Linked DNA regions of Mus musculus: all the other regions are linked to region 2. A link is a contact called in public ChIA-PET, HiChIP or PLAC-seq and promoter capture Hi-C data. All regions are on one chromosome and are shown on one strand. Each heading gives the region's core, a stretch centred on a gene start, on an enhancer-like site or on the middle of the called end of the contact. The rest is flanking DNA. Distances are from core to core; before and after follow the strand shown. Region 1 holds the start of Cyp4f17 (cytochrome P450, family 4, subfamily f, polypeptide 17). Region 2 holds the start of Sik1 (salt inducible kinase 1). Region 3 holds the start of Abcg1 (ATP binding cassette subfamily G member 1). Region 4 holds the start of Rasal3 (RAS protein activator like 3). Region 5 holds the start of Slc37a1 (solute carrier family 37 (glycerol-3-phosphate transporter), member 1).

Region 1 (2,843 bases), core at 210-2,709, 650 kb after region 2:
TCTTTCTCACTAGTTTTCATTTGAAGATTCTTTTGTCAGATGATAGAACAGCAACACACTTGCTTGCTTGTGTTCTAGGTCCATTTCCTTGGCATACCCTTAAAAGTCTGTGAACTAACATTTTATTTATTTGTGTGTGTGTGTGTGTGTGTGTGTGTGTGTGTGTGTGTGGGCACACGTGCCTGTCATGCCATGGGTGTGGAGGCCAGAGGACAGTTTGCAGGAGTCAATTCTCTCCTTTCATCATGCTGGTCAGTTCTATGGAGCAGAGTGAAGCTGTTAGTCTTGGCTGCAGGTGCATTCACACTGAGCCATCTTCCTGTCCCCTGAGATAGCTTAGCGTCCTTTCACCCTGAGCTAGAATCTTATCTGCCTCTTGTAGTGAGATATTTCTTAGAAGCAGCAGATCCATGCTTGTGCCTTTATCTGGGGTGCAGTTGAGACTGAGAACACCCGAGTTATTGAAAGGTGTTTGTTGATTCCTGCAATTTTGTTGATTTTGTTTTCCTCCTTCTTCCTCTCTTGCTTTAATAATATTCTAGTGTGTTTTATTTATTTATTTATTTATTTCCTGGACTTTGTGGCCTGATTTCCCCCTCTTCAGCCTGAAGGATTCTATCAAGCATCTTCTGTAGAGCTGGCTCAGTGCTCATAAATGCCTTTGTTCTATTTTTACCGCTGATAGTTAAAAAAAATGTCCTTCTTTATGACAGACAGCTTTTCTGGATGCAGCAGTCTGGGTTGGCAGTTATAGATATCTTTTACGGCTTGAAGTCCGTCACTTGCGCATCCTTGGGCTTTTACCCTTTCAGTTGAATGAATAATAGTGTTATTCAGATGGGCCTGCCTTTGTATTGTGAATGGTGTTTTTCTCTTGGAGCTCTCAACGTGGTGCTGCTGACCCGGAGCCCACAACCCCCTCTCTCTTCTCGCCTGCCTGGATTTCCCCACGACTGGCGGCTCAGCTTGACCCCTCCCACCTACTTCCTAACTGAACTCTGGTCCCTCAGCTGGGAGTTTTAATCTTCAGAATCTCTTTTAGTCCGTTCCAGCACGGCCGGATTCTTTGTTTCTGGAAGTCTTGTCTCCACTCGGAACCTGGATTACTTGGAGGGAGAATTCTGCCAGGTTGTGCAGCTGGTAGGCAGAGGCTCGGATCCTTTCAGTCCGAACTGGAAAACACTGCCTGCTGCCCTCTAGCCTGCAGGTCCTCAGAGGACCTGCGGAGCCTAGTGAGAACGGGACAGATTGTAAACTTTGGGTCTCTAGACACCTTTGTCTTGGTTCAGATGGAAGGTGTTGAATCCTGAGGACCCTGCTTGCCTGGACATGTGACCCTGGATTGGCTCCAATTGCTTCGGGTTGGCCCCGCCCCCGCCCCGCCCCCGCCCCCGCCCCCCGCATTTTGATATTCTACCCAGGCTGGGAGGAGGGCTCTGGGCCACCGAGGGATTGGCTCAGTCCAGCTCATCGTCCTGCTCAGCCGGTAGCCAGGATCAAAAACATTTCCAGGGAAGAGCGGACGTTTCTGGGACGCATTACTCCTGAGAAAAGGTGCCGGACTTGGGACACACGGAAGGCCCCTACTGAACAGTGGAAGCTCTGTTACAGCTGGGGTGGCTCTGCAGGCAGGCCTGATTTCCCAGTTACTACGCTACATACCTGTGCTTCAGTCTAGGCCAACGCAGACTATAAACAGATCCTATCTGCCTCTCTCCTGCCTGATTCTCTGTCTCTCCGTAGCCCTGGGTGTCCCTTTTCCTTCCTGTGTTCTAGTCCTCTAAGTCACCATCTCTGTCCAGTGACCATGGAGGGCCACCTCTGTCTCCTGGGCCTCAGGATCTCACTTCTGGCCTATCTTTCTTGCAGGATGCTACAGCTGGGCCTGTCCTGGCTGGGACTGGGGCCTGGAGCTGCCTTCCCATGGCAACTTCTGCAGTTGGTTGGGGCCTCCTTGTTCCTGGCTCGAATTCTGACCTGGATTTGTGCCTTCTATGACAACTACTGCCGTCTCCGCTGCTTCCCCGAGCCCCCTTCGCGGCACTGGTTTTGGGGTCACATGAGCATGGTGAGTGTGGCAGCAGGTAGGTCTGGTGTGTCAGGAAAGGCTCTTAGGAACCTGGGAGTCGTGAGAGGGTGGAGAGGTGAGGGAGGGAGGCTGAGTGAGTCTCTATCTAGTCACATACCCGGCATATCTACTCCTGGCCTCTGTCTACACCACGTTTTGAGGCTTTTTTCTTTTTTGCCCTTTCTCGTTCCCAGCTAACTTCGGATCACATTCTGATAAGAACTCATGTTTTAAGATCTCTTTCTGTTGCTTGTTCAGTCCTGTTCTGTGTTGTTAGTGCCCCCCACCCCACCCCACCCCAGGATAGGTTGAGGGAGCAGAGCTCTCCCCCTCAATGTGCTATTTCACTTAACGTTGTTGGAGTTGAGCCTTTCTAGTGGAATAAATTGGGTATGCTCCTTTCTTAGCCCATCTCTGCTGGCCAGAGTCTCTTGAGGGACAGCGATGCTGAATGGCAGAAGTTGACATCCCTCCTCTCCAATTTTTAAAATTCTTTCTCTCTCTCTCTCTCTCTCTCTCTCTTTCTTTCTTTCCTTTCTTCCTTCCTTCTTCTTCTTTCTTTTTTTAAATGAGATTTATTATATATTGTATATAATATATAAAACATATAATATATTTTTATATATTTATTATATATTATATAATATATAAAATATATAATATATATATATTATATATTATATATATATTTTATATGTATGTATCTTGCCAACATTGGTGCTTGTGTACCATGTGTGTGCCTATTGCTCAAAGAGTTCAGAAGAAGGCATTGGAT
Region 2 (2,961 bases), core at 3-2,502:
CACTTCTGTTGTGTTCCCCCCTCTCTATTTCTCTCTCTCTCTCCCTCTCTCTCTCTCTCTCTCTCTCTCTCTCTCTCTCTCTCTCTCTCTCTCTCTCTCTCTCTCTCGGAAGGGGGCGGTTGCTGGTCATTATTATCTTTGCTCTTCCCTAGTAATTGTACAAATTATGTAGAAGCATAATACAAAGCTTTTTTCCCCCTTTACCAGACTAAACAATGTCATCGTTTACAATTGTGACAATCAACTCCACAGGACTGAATCAGCACAGGGGGCCACCCCCTGGCTGGATCCACCCCCTGGTTTAGTCCCCCCCCCACACACACACACAACACGCGCGCGCACCTGCGTTTTGGTGACTCGGTGCCGCGCCAGCTTAACCACTGCAAAATTGCCTTTGCCCAGGGTCCGTTCCACGTCGTAAAAGCCCACCCGGAGGGGCTTCTGCTGGCCCTGGCCAGTGCCTGAGGGGACCGCACTGAACTCCGACATGATCACCATGGCTTCGGGCCGCACCTGCGGGTCAGCGAGGAGTGCGCTCAGCACCGACCGACTCCGGCTCGGTCCCGATCCCATTCCCCGCCAAACCCGGCCACTGAAACTGTGTCCGCCAGGCCACCACGCGTGCGTCCTCAACCCTCTGTTCCTCCAGCCCCAGGCTCCTAGTGTGGCCCCGACCCAGGTTCGCAGCTCACACCCCCACTCGCTCATTCCTTGATACAGTATCTCCTCGGCTAAAGTCCCCACGCACACACTCCTCTATCCCGAACCCCCAGCCTGCGCCCCCACGCGCGCGCCCCCTCGATCCCAGGTTCCCTCAGTGCGAGCCCCCACGCACGCGCCCCCCGACCTCCGGTCCCGGCCGGGCGCGCGCGCCAGCAGTCCACCCGCAGTCGACCCCAAGCCAGCTCCTGGACACCCTACGGTCCCGGGTTTTCACCGCGCTCCCGTCCACCAGTGCCAACGCTCGGCTCCTCAGGACAGGCTCCACAACCGGGCGCTCGCAGACCCGCCTCCGGGCGCCGACCCGCAACAATAGGGAGCCCGCCGGGCTGGAGTCCTGCCCGCGACCCCAGGCGCGCACCTGCGGGTTTCGGAGACCCGAACCCGCGCCATTGCTCACCTCCGCCGCCCTCCGTGAGCCCGACCCGGGATGCCACCCGCTCGGCTGCTAGCTCTGCTCCGGTGCCCGCCGTTCGCGCCGCCGCCGCCAACGCTGCCGCCACCGCCCGGGCCTCGCCGCATGTCAGCGCCCCGCCGCCGCCGGCCGCACGCGGCAACGCCCCGCCCCGCCCCGGCCCCGCCCCGCACAAGCCCCGCCTCGCCCCGCCCCCCGCGGCAGGCACAGCCCATTGACGTCGTTTTGACGCCAGAGCGACGCGCGGCCCGGTGCCTGCCGAGGGGGAGCGGAGATCGGGCGGTTGCCAAGAGACTGGAGGCTCTGACGCGCGCGCTGGTGAGGCCGTCGCCATGGCGACCGCGGGCGGTGACGTCAGGGGCCCGGCTCAGCAACCGCCCGAGACTGCTGGCGCCCCCTGCCGGGCATGGGCGACACTGCTGTAGCCCACCCCCCCACCCCACCCCCGCCCCCGACTAGGAGACCGAGCCTGCTTTAGGACCACTTCCAGGGGCTTCATGGTGGGTACGGTGCCCTTTGGGTGCTCAGTGCTCGCTTCGGACTCAGCAGGGTGGAATAGAGCTGCGGGATTTTCGGCGTGGGACTCTGGGGCTGATGGCCCTAGACTGATCAGTCTGCTATGCTGGGCACTCGATGTGCCGCCAGCAGTGGCTGCCCCTTGACCCTCACTTCATCCCTGAGAGGGCCGGCCAGCTGCAAGAATGCCTGGCTCTAGGAAAGTGTTGGTTAGTTGAACGCCACTTACTTTTGTTATAGAAAGAGAGAGGGGGGGGGGGAGGAGAGAGGAGAGAGAGAAAACCTCTAAATATTCAGCAAGTTGGAAAGTTAAAGCAGGAAAACGCGACTCATTTTCCCAAAGCCTCCTGCTTCAAGGGCCGCCTGGTCCAGCAGTGGTGTCCTGGGACAGCTGAATAGGACGCGTGCTTTAGACACGGGCTGCAAAAGGACCCAGCCACTACTCAGGGCTGATAGGTGGGGCCCTTGGAGGACTGGGCACTTTGCCCATTTTCTTGCTGTCTGCCAATTGGCCCACCCTGTCTGTCCCCAAGCTGCTTCCAGACAACAGATAGGACACAGGGCGGCTGGGACCTTGGAACTGACCCTGAGAGTGCCTGCCGGAAGCAGGGCCCATTAAAGGGGAGACGGAGTGTGGAGAGAGTGGAAATGGCATGTGTGTGACTCCTTCTGTTTGTGTTCCCTCACACCTCATCAGAAAGTAAGATGTGTTCTTAAGGGCAGACGAGAAAGGGGACAGACGATTCTCCAAAGGCTAGGAAGGTGGCGGTTTGGAGCTAAACTTCTGTGTCTCTCTTCCTCGTGGCTTCCTGTGTGAGAGAAAAACTAGCACCGGGTGGATTGATTAATCACAATTGATTCAGAATTCATCAGAATTCATTCCTCAACGGAGGAAGACTTCCTGGGTAGAGGCGGGTGGTAGGCTGGCCTGAGATAGGGCTCGCAGGGGCCAGCCATGTACTACTGCTACTGTACATTACTCCCACAAGGATCGTACCAGTTGCAGCCCTGCCTTTCCCGGTCCGTGTGTTTTGAAGGACATTCAAGGACAGTAGCCATCTCAGGGCCCCTTAGTCTTCCAACATGCTCCCCCTGGTTTGTCCCAGGTTCATAAATCAAGGTTTGGGGCAGTTATTTAGTCTCTCCTATCTGAACAGCTTACTGCTGTTCCCCTCACCCCTGGGCGTCCTAACATCTCTCCCTGTTCCCAGGAGAGCTGCACAGAGGGTAGGAAACCCCTTGTTCTTACCTCATGGGCCCCCATCCTTTCCCAGCCTGTCCACCCACTGGCCTCGGTCTAGCCAGAGCCT
Region 3 (2,858 bases), core at 61-2,560, 800 kb before region 2:
TTTTTTTTTCCATTTTTTATTAGGTATTTAGCTCATTTACATTTCCAATGCTATACCAAAAGTCCCCCATACCCACCCACCCCCACTCCCTTACCCACCCACTCCCCCTTTTTGGCCATGGTGTTCCCCTGTACTGGGGCATATAAAGTTTGCGTGTCCAATGGGCCTCTCTTTCCAGTGATGGCCGACTAGGCCATCTTTTGATACATATGCAGCTAGAGTCAAGAGCTCCGGGGTACTGGTTAGTTCATAATGTTGTTCCACCTATAGGGTTGCAGATCCCTTTAGCTCCTTGGGTACTTTCTCTAGCTCCTCCATTGGGAGCCCTGTGATCCATCCATTAGCTGACTGTGAGCATCCACTTCTGTGTTTGCTAGGCCCCAGCATAGTCTCACAAGGAGGTTTGTACTCATAACCTTCTAGAATGCCCTGGCTTTGTCAGCCTTCTTGATACCAGATAGGGCCATCGGTCCCTCCGGTATTAGAAGCCCACCCTCTTCCCTCCAAACTCAGCCACACCCACTTTTCTTTCTGTGATGCTAGGGAGAAGCTTAGCTGAGGTCAAGGATCTGAGGATGTGACAACCACTTGCCTGCCCCTTTCTAGGAGAGCAGAAAGTACCCCAGCACACCCAAGTGTTGGAGCGGGTGGCTCTACTGTGCTGGGGGTGACAGAGAATCATTTCAACAGAAGACTTAGTTTAGGATCTGAGGTTGGGATTAAAGATTTTCACCACGGTTACCACGCAACGTCCCATTTACAAATCACAGGGGTTTCAGTAGGGTACAAGAACGTGGCTGTGTAAGACACTGGAAACACCCCTGTGGCTTATTTGGGGATGGAGTGGTGCTGATGGAGACCTAGGAGCTATCTGTATGAACGCCCATGCTGCCTCAATTTAGGGTCACCGCACACTAGCGCTAAGGGAAAAGCCCTGGGGCTGTTTTCTACGTTTGTCCCTGGGGCTTCTACCTGGAAGGCATGCATAACAAAGGCAGAACAAAGGAGCCACCTGCCTTCTTCCCTATCCCATTGATCTCAAGCTACCTCGGGAGGTTTCCGAAACAAGGACCCCGTGGTTTGTAGGGCGCCCCCACTGGTTCGTCTAGGGTTGAGCTGGCCCAGCTCCTGCAGGGTCCCTGAAGTGGGCTTCCCAGGCCCAGGCGGTTGGGAGAGGCCTAGCAGACAGCTTCGGGTCCAGAGCATCCTCCAGCCGCTCCGCAACAGGAGCAAAACAAGAGCACGCGCACCTGTCGGCGCCCCGCCCCCTCCGCCCGGCCCAATCGTGGGCAGGGGCGGGGCCGGGGCGCAGTCGGAACCCGCGCAGAGCGCCGCGGAGGAGCAGGAGCAAGCGCAGCCTCGTTCCTGCAACCTCGTCCCCGCCGCCCGCAGACTTGTCTCCACTGCCGCTGCCGCCGCCGCCCCCGGGGCATGGCCTGTCTGATGGCCGCTTTCTCGGTCGGCACCGCCATGGTGAGTCGCACATCCTTCGCACTCCGGGCTGGCTTTTATCTTCTAAGGAAACAGGAAGCTCAAAGCCAGGCTGGCTGGTCCTCACACCAGCCGCCTATGAGCGCATCCTCCGGGCGCTGACCTGGGGTGCTCTGGAGAGGTGCCCGGCGCTGCTCGACTCCGCCCTGGCCACCTGGAGCTTTGAGATGCTCCTGTACTGGCTTAGGGCATCCAGAAGGTGGAGTGGGGCGCGGGTAGCGAGCAACCCCACAAGTGGACAGGTAGATGGCCTTGACTTGTCCGCCTCCTGGGTGAGGGGCTGGAGATGTGGAAGCGCACTGGGGAGGGACTGCAGGCTCAGCCCGAGGGAGGGGAGGGTCAGATCTCTCTGAGGAGCTCTGTGGAGCGGGCAGACGGCGGGGGACTTCTTGCGCCACCCTCTGGAGTCCTGGGCACAGTGGGGGGGGGGGGACACAAAAAGAGAAACTGCGCCCCACGAAACGGAGCCTGCTCTCCTGCGCTCCCCAGAGACAGCTACTCTTGGAGGAGGCAGCGAAGTCCCAGGGGAGACAGAGGAGGACGAGCTCAGATCCCTGCCAGGGTGAGGGTAGGGTGTGGGCATTTACACGCCCCCATCCCCCCAGATACCAGTGTTAGGACAAAACCTGGGTGCTACAGAATTGCTAGACAAGTATTGTTTCTCAGAGGTGGGCAAGCGTCTCCTCTTCCACGGTCACTCAATGCTCCAGGAGAAAGCTAACATACAACAACAAAAACCAGCCCACCATCTGTCTGGTCTCACCCTTGGCCCTACCGGCTCTGTCTAACAAGCGGACATTGCGGTTAATAACCTCTTAAGCTGACTTCAGACTGTGGTGGAGTATAAACAGCAAGCCCTCCGTTTTCCCACCCGAATCGTGCCTTTCTTTCTGTTACTAGCCTGCCTGTTCCTTCCCAATACGCTAGAAGCCCACATCTCACAGTCCCTCCCCTTTATTTCATTTTTAGCATCCTGTATTTGAAGTCAGCAAGGCTCCCCAGGATTTGACCGACAGTTACCTCTTGCCTTGCGCTCTAGAGGAAAAAAAAAAAAAGCACTCGGCTTTGTGCGCATGCTCTGCTCTGACAACCGCATCCTGTGATTCCAAACAGGTTACTGTAGAACTCGTCTCGAGCCCTGCCCGCCGACTCATTATGTAATGATTTTGTGTAAACCGATAGAATGGAGCAAAGATGCACTGTGGTGATGGTGGTGGTTAGCAGGGGGTGGGGTGAGGCGGGAAGGAAGACCCTTCTAAGCTGCTCCCCATCCTTGGGCTGTGCTCCATTTCAGACTCGCCAGAGTCAATGAAAACAGGAATCGCTTCTCCTCGGGTATTCCAGTCTGCACCTTTATCTAGTTGACT
Region 4 (2,736 bases), core at 111-2,610, 550 kb after region 2:
ATTTTGCAGCAGGTTTGTAACTGTTCCTCCCCCACCCACTACAACGTGAACTCCACAGGGCAGGGAGTGTCATCTGCTTTGCTGACATCTCTCCTTAGTGCTTCACTCAGGGACCAATTCGATGCTCAAAAAACTTCTGCTTGGCCCAGCAAGATGGCTCAGCAAATAAAGGTGCTTGCCTCCAAGGCTGTCTGAGTTTGATCCCCAGGACTCACGTAATTGAAGGAGAGAACTGACTCCTGAAAGTTGTCCTTTGACTCCAGGAACCATGGCTTGCTTGCTCCTTTCTAATATAAATAAATAAATGCAGGTTGTCCTCTGACCTCAACACGTGTTGTGATAAAGGACACACACACACACACACACACACACTGAATGAACATCTGCTTGAATGAATGAATGAATGAATGAATGAATGTTGTCTTTAAGGCAGAGAAGGGGAATTTCACATTCAAGGAAACAAAGTAAGACATAGGCTATGTATATATGGCAGCTCAAATCCACATGTAGCCAACGGCTTGGTCTACTGGATACCGAAGACAACAACCGTCAGTGCCAAGAACAATTAGACATCCTCACAGTACTAAGGTGCATGCATCCATTCAATGCTCCTTTCTCAGCTGAACCCCAGCTGCCTACGGGTCCTGCCAGTCTTCCTCGCCCCAGTTTAGGGGGAAAGAGAGATGAGCGCTGCTAGGGGCCCCAGCCGCTTCCTGCTGGGCTTTCATACTCCCCACAACTTCCTGTGTCTAGAGGGCTGATGCTAGATTGACAGACAAACACCCAGGCTTCCGGCCACCCAGCCTAGCCCCAGCTGGATTGGGGGAGAGCGTACCTGGGGCCTTCGGATTTGGCTTGGGTTCCAGTGGTGCCACGTTCTTGTGCCTTCCCCACAGGGTCTTGGAAAACCGGAGGCGATTGGACCGTGACTCCTTAGGGGGTGCAGAGAGGACCCGACGAAACAGAGATCTGGGGGCTGGCTGGCTGTTCACCATGGGCTCCTGATGGCTCAGGGCCCTTCCCCAGCCTGCAAAGCGGCCCCAGCGGAACCCTCCAGCAGCCTTTTCCCCACTGCCTCCAGTGTGCCAGCGGTAGGATGTCAGCGGAGAGGGCAGCGAGGGCTGCGTTTGGGAATCTTCTTCACTCTGCAACGGTGGGTCCATGGCGGAGGAGTCTCTGCTGCGAGACCAAAAGGTTCTGAACATTGTCTGCCCACATTCTGGCTTCATCTTCCCTGGTCTCTTCTCAGCTTCGCCTCCAGGAACATACTTGAGGATGCCACACGTACACCCTCCCTTACCTTGATTTCCTGGCCAGTCCAGAACCAGCAGCCGTCTGTACTGTGCCTAGCTTCCTTCCTCAGAACCTAGCTCCACGTGACCCTGTCTTGTCTCCCCCGCCCCCCCCCCTTTACAGTCAGGCTGGGAGGGCATGATGGGGGCAGGATGCGGAGGTGGCGGGGTGGAAGAGAGGTTGGCAGTTCTGGCTTCTGACGAGAAGGTCTAGGAGGCAGTACATACTTCTCTTTGAGCTTCAGTTGCCTTCTGTGAAATGGGAACATCTTGGATAAATGCTGGCTAGCAAGGCCCCCTAAAGTCTCCTGGTGGCCGGAGTGTGGAAAGACTCACTTATGTAGGGAAGCTGCCACAATTTTATTGGAATGGATTTATTATTTGTGTGTGTGTGGATGCTATAGTGCTCATATGGTGATCAAAGGACAGCCATGTGGAGGTAGAGTCAGTTCTCTCCCACCTTTGTGTGAGATTGGAGGCTGGAACTCCGGATCGTACATGGCAAGTGACATTACCCGCTGAGCCATTCACCAGCCCCTCCACCTTGGGAGTGGAACCTAGGGCCTGGGTGCAAGGCCTATGCTCTATTACTTAGCCACATGCCTAGCCGTCTTTTCATTTTTTATTATACAGACCGGGCCTTGAGCTCACGGCATGTGTTGTAGCCCAGGCTGGCCTTGGACTCTTGGCTAGACGTTCCCCAAACCAGTGTTAAGTTAGAACTAAAGATTGCATGTTCGTGACAGTTGTAGCCCTCATTGTGCCACACCTCCAGTCCTTGTTCTAGCATGGTTATGTGGCTCTCCTCAGATCCAGTATTTCCCCTGCTAGGCAGACATCCAATAGACATGGCCACCAACACTGCACCTAAGGACTCCATAGACCCCAGGTGTCCACTGACAGCTGGACAAATACTCAGTGACATTTCCACACCGAAGAGTATCGTATAGCAAGGAAAATGAATAAATTCTTTAACTAATGATGTCAGACGAATCACAGTGCGGAACAAAAGCAAAAGCTGAAGAGTATACCCTGTGTGAGTTCAGTCATCTAGTATAGAGTCCTAACCTTTACTCAGAGTGATAACTACACACACACATAAAAATCTAGTACTTAGGAATCTGAGGCAGGAAGCTTGTGAGTTCAAGGGGGAGCCAGGGCTCTCCTGCAAGACCCTGTATCAAAGAATAAAAAAACTAAAGAAGAAAGAAAGAAGGAAAGAAAGTAAGAAAGAAAGAGAGAAAGAAAGAAAGAGAAAGGAAGGAAGGAAGAAAAAAAAGAAAGAAAGAAAGAAAGAAAGAAAGAAAGAAAGAAAAGTAAAGTAGTGAGAAGTTGAGAACCAAGCATGTGACAACATGACAAGCCACAGACTTGGGGCTGGAGAGACAGCTCCGTAGTGAAGTGTGTGGCTGTCCTTATAGAGGACCAGAAACTGTTCAGTTCC
Region 5 (2,918 bases), core at 135-2,634, 560 kb before region 2:
GTGGTCAATCAAGTTGGGGAGCTCAAATTTTACTTTGGCTGGGGTAGTTTGGGGCAGCTACAGAAAACAAAACAAAACCACGGAACACAGGCATAAGGGCAAGGGACTCTTGAGCAAGCTTGGTGATGGCAGGCCTGAGAACTAGTGACATGGGGAGGAGGCGCCTAGAGTAGATGTAAGCGTCCACTTGAGTTGCTGCCTACAAGGAATGGAGAGTTAGGGAGGAAAAAAAGGGGGGTGGGGTGGGAAACATCTAGCCAAAGGAACAGGGTAGAGTGGCCAGAGTTCCCCGGCCACTTCTATATGAGATGTGGGTGCAGGTGGCTCAAACAGGAAGTCAACTTTGCTTGTAGGGTACAGAACACTTCTCAAAAGCCTGTAGATAGAAGTATGGCTGGGCCTTCCCCAATTCAGCAGACTGCGTTCGCGCTTGTGGCGCGGGTGGGCTGTGGGGAGGAGAGTGAAGCTGTGGGCCGCCTGTACACCAACCAGTCTGAAGAGGGCGCTAGTTACCCCCGCCAAACACTCCTCACCCTCGCCCTGGCTCTCTCTGTTCATGCATCGGGTTGGTTTTGGTTTAGGCACGGTTTTACCCAGTGGGTGTTCCTAGGAAGTTGTTTTCCTGCCTGGTTTTGCTGTTCCAGGCAGGTGCTGATCTGCGGCAGGGGGCTGAGCGGCAGGACTGGCTTTGGATGCCAGGCCAGGCCGACACGTGGAGGCGTGAGGCAGATGCCCTTTAGAAAAGTAATCAGGCCCTTCCCGGACTTTCCAGGATCAATTCTTGGCAGGAGGTGTGGGGTTTGAAAGATAATTATCCGGAATTGACCAGGAAGCTGTGTGCCAGGGCACTTCTCATGACCGGGGTGGCTGGCCTTCAGGACTTAACCATGCAAGCCATTTATCACACTGACACAGGTGCGGTACCAGGCGTGTGCCAGCTCCATTTGTAGCATACCGGATGCTCTTGACTCTTGACACTTGATGTGGTAGGCCGAGAGAGGCCATCCTCAGTCCAGGACTCCGAGGGAGCAAATCTTTACCTCGGAACTTGTCTATGTCGCTGGCATTAGTAAGGTCCGCCTCGGGGACAAAAGCCTGGTGGTGGTGAGGTCCCCTAGGAGCTAGCGTTTGGCTGCTGGGCACCATGCCAGTAAGAGCCCGGCGTCCTGCGGGGCCTAGGAGAGCATGACAGGCAGGTGTGGGGACCCAGGAACAGCTAGAGGATGCTCCAGCTGAGCATCTCCGGGCTGTGTGCGATCTGAGCATCCCTTGGGCGCGCGCGGGGCCGGGGTCAGGGGGCGCGCGGGAGAGGGAGGAGCCGCACAGGGTCGGCGTTCACAGGGCCGGGAAAGTGAAAGGGCGGCCGCTCCAGGAAGTCGACGGCAGGAAGCACGCGACGCGGGCTGCGGAGCGCAGGTAGGCGCGGGGACAACGGAGGACCCTCCCCAGCGGCGCTCACCTGCCAGCCGCCACGCACCTGCCGTGGGCCCCGCTTCGGCCTCTCCGCCGTTTGTCTCCCTCTGCTGTGTGGCTGGAGAGCCGGGGACAAACCAAGCGCTTTTCCTAGAGTGGGACGTCTTTGAAGTAAGGGCTCCTAGAGTGGCCTTGAGAGACAGTGCGGGGGCGATCCGGTGCTGGTGACGTTGAATTCCCGGGGAAAGTGGAAGCAAAAGGTTCCCTGAGACCCGGGGGCTGGGGTCGCCTAGCTGTGATGCTGGGTCCCCTCCCGGCCCCAGGCCGCGAGTGACAGCTGTGAGAAGACGCCTGCCGGAGACCCAGCGCTTTGTCTGCTGCCGCTCGTAGGGGACGTGGGCGTGCCTGTAGCCTTCACCACCCGGCCAAGCGGCTGTAGGACCTGGGAGGAGGAGCCGGCTCGCAAAGCCCTTGGGAAAGCTCTCAGCCAGCACCCTGGGCTCCGGTTGTTTGTTTGCTAAAAGAACTGCTTCCCGGAGCCCGGGCTCTGTGGCCAACGCAGTGACAGCCACCGTCTGGGCGGTAATAAAGGGTTTAAACCACCGGAAAAGTCCCCCAGCTCCGCGCACTTAGGGTCCACCCAAGGATCTTGGTGGCCCGCAGGTAAAGATTTGCATTTGAACGGAAGACCCTCCCCTTGCTCTTGGTTTAAATTCTTAAGGTGCTTTTTCCTGGTCTTTAGAGCTCTCTGCACCTGCCTGCCTCCCTACCTGCCTTCTCGCCCTGGAACTTAAATTGCGTGAAGTTGGGCGAGTTGGTAAATATATTATTCGGCTTTACACAGAATTCCCTCTTTTGGGGGTCCTGTTTGCACCCTGAGTTCCTGGGAGTATTGTTACAGGTCTGGTTCGGTGGAGAACACCCGGGGTGCGTTGTTTGCTGTGAGTGGGCTAAGAGCTATGGTGGATAGAATTCTGACTCCTTGTATTTAAGCTCAGGACAAGTGAAAATAACAGTTTCTGTTTATCTCCCACGGCCAATGGAGCCTTTAAACGCTTAGAAAGGGCTCGATTAGAGGAGTTAGTGTTTGTCTTGGTTTAAAACAAAACTCTTGAAGCTTTTGGAGGGAGTTTGGTTCCCAGGTTTGCCCTTTTATAAAGTGCCATCATTTTGACAGGTTGCCTTAGGCTGCCTTGATGTTGCCTGTGTGCTAAAGACTGGAAAACCCCCCTTGGGGCATTGCTCTTGCTTTTGCTAACTCCCACCCACTCCTGAGTCTCCTTGAAGGGTTGATGGGTTCTGGGTAGCTCAGAGCCCGGTAGCTGGGAGGATCGTGGGTGTGTCTGTCCGTCCCTCAACTCTTGCTTGGCTGGGCTCTCTGTGTGCTCCTGAGCCTGGTCGGGTGCTGCCTCACCATGGAAAAACTCCTAATTGCTCTCCTTTCCCTGTCCAATGATCACACTGCCTTCCTGTCCTTTTCTCTAATGGGCTGAAATTCACTGGGA

The links. Promoter capture Hi-C pulls out the DNA fragments that hold promoters and counts their contacts. ChIA-PET counts read pairs in DNA pulled down with a chosen protein or histone mark. HiChIP or PLAC-seq counts read pairs in DNA pulled down with a chosen protein or histone mark.
Region 1: a promoter capture Hi-C map of stem cell-derived epiblast-like cells shows a contact between it and region 2, with 3 times the contacts expected there. The contact joins the promoter of Cyp4f17 here to the promoter of Sik1 in region 2. A contact is called at or near these places in 1 of 39 promoter capture datasets (stem cell-derived epiblast-like cells), 1 of 484 Hi-C or Micro-C datasets (the N1E-115 cell line) and 1 of 115 datasets of contacts at active chromatin or transcription factors (memory CD8 T cells).
Region 3: a contact with region 2 is called in an RNA polymerase II ChIA-PET map of memory CD8 T cells, with 18 read pairs. The contact joins the promoter of Abcg1 here to the promoter of Sik1 in region 2. A contact is called at or near these places in 1 of 39 promoter capture datasets (pre-B cells), 1 of 484 Hi-C or Micro-C datasets (CD4 T cells) and 1 of 115 datasets of contacts at active chromatin or transcription factors (memory CD8 T cells).
Region 4: an H3K4me3 HiChIP or PLAC-seq map of bone marrow-derived macrophages shows a contact between it and region 2, with 4 times the contacts expected there. The contact joins the promoter of Rasal3 here to the promoter of Sik1 in region 2. A contact is called at or near these places in 1 of 39 promoter capture datasets (stem cell-derived epiblast-like cells) and 1 of 115 datasets of contacts at active chromatin or transcription factors (bone marrow-derived macrophages).
Region 5: a contact with region 2 is called in an H3K4me3 HiChIP or PLAC-seq map of bone marrow-derived macrophages, with 4 times the contacts expected there. The contact joins the promoter of Slc37a1 here to the promoter of Sik1 in region 2. A contact is called at or near these places in 2 of 39 promoter capture datasets (liver and pre-B cells), 1 of 484 Hi-C or Micro-C datasets (the N1E-115 cell line) and 4 of 115 datasets of contacts at active chromatin or transcription factors (bone marrow-derived macrophages, embryonic stem cells, pancreatic cancer cells and 1 more).

Annotation. Positions count from the first base shown.
Region 1 is chr17:32,505,025-32,507,867 of GRCm38.p6, forward strand. It overlaps Cyp4f17 (cytochrome P450, family 4, subfamily f, polypeptide 17), which reads left to right and starts at 1,460. Exons shown (of 13, transcript NM_001101445.2): 1 at 1,460-1,554; 2 at 1,870-2,068. The coding sequence starts at 1,871.
Region 2 is chr17:31,854,552-31,857,512 of GRCm38.p6, forward strand. Sik1 (salt inducible kinase 1) reads right to left here and starts at 1,253. Exons shown (of 14, transcript NM_010831.3): 1 at 1,121-1,253; 2 at 343-513. The coding sequence starts at 498.
Region 3 is chr17:31,056,384-31,059,241 of GRCm38.p6, forward strand. Abcg1 (ATP binding cassette subfamily G member 1) reads left to right here and starts at 1,311. Exons shown (of 15, transcript NM_009593.2): 1 at 1,311-1,473. The coding sequence starts at 1,432.
Region 4 is chr17:32,402,221-32,404,956 of GRCm38.p6, forward strand. It overlaps Rasal3 (RAS protein activator like 3), which reads right to left and starts at 1,361. Exons shown (of 18, transcript NM_001374604.1): 1 at 1,301-1,361; 2 at 836-1,179. The coding sequence starts at 1,163. A530088E08Rik (RIKEN cDNA A530088E08 gene) reads left to right here and starts at 794. Exons shown (of 1, transcript NR_029458.1): 1 at 794-2,588.
Region 5 is chr17:31,294,840-31,297,757 of GRCm38.p6, forward strand. It overlaps Slc37a1 (solute carrier family 37 (glycerol-3-phosphate transporter), member 1), which reads left to right and starts at 1,385. Exons shown (of 20, transcript NM_001242427.1): 1 at 1,385-2,076. Gm30139 (a long non-coding RNA gene) reads right to left here and starts at 22. Exons shown (of 3, transcript XR_001782201.2): 1 at 1-22.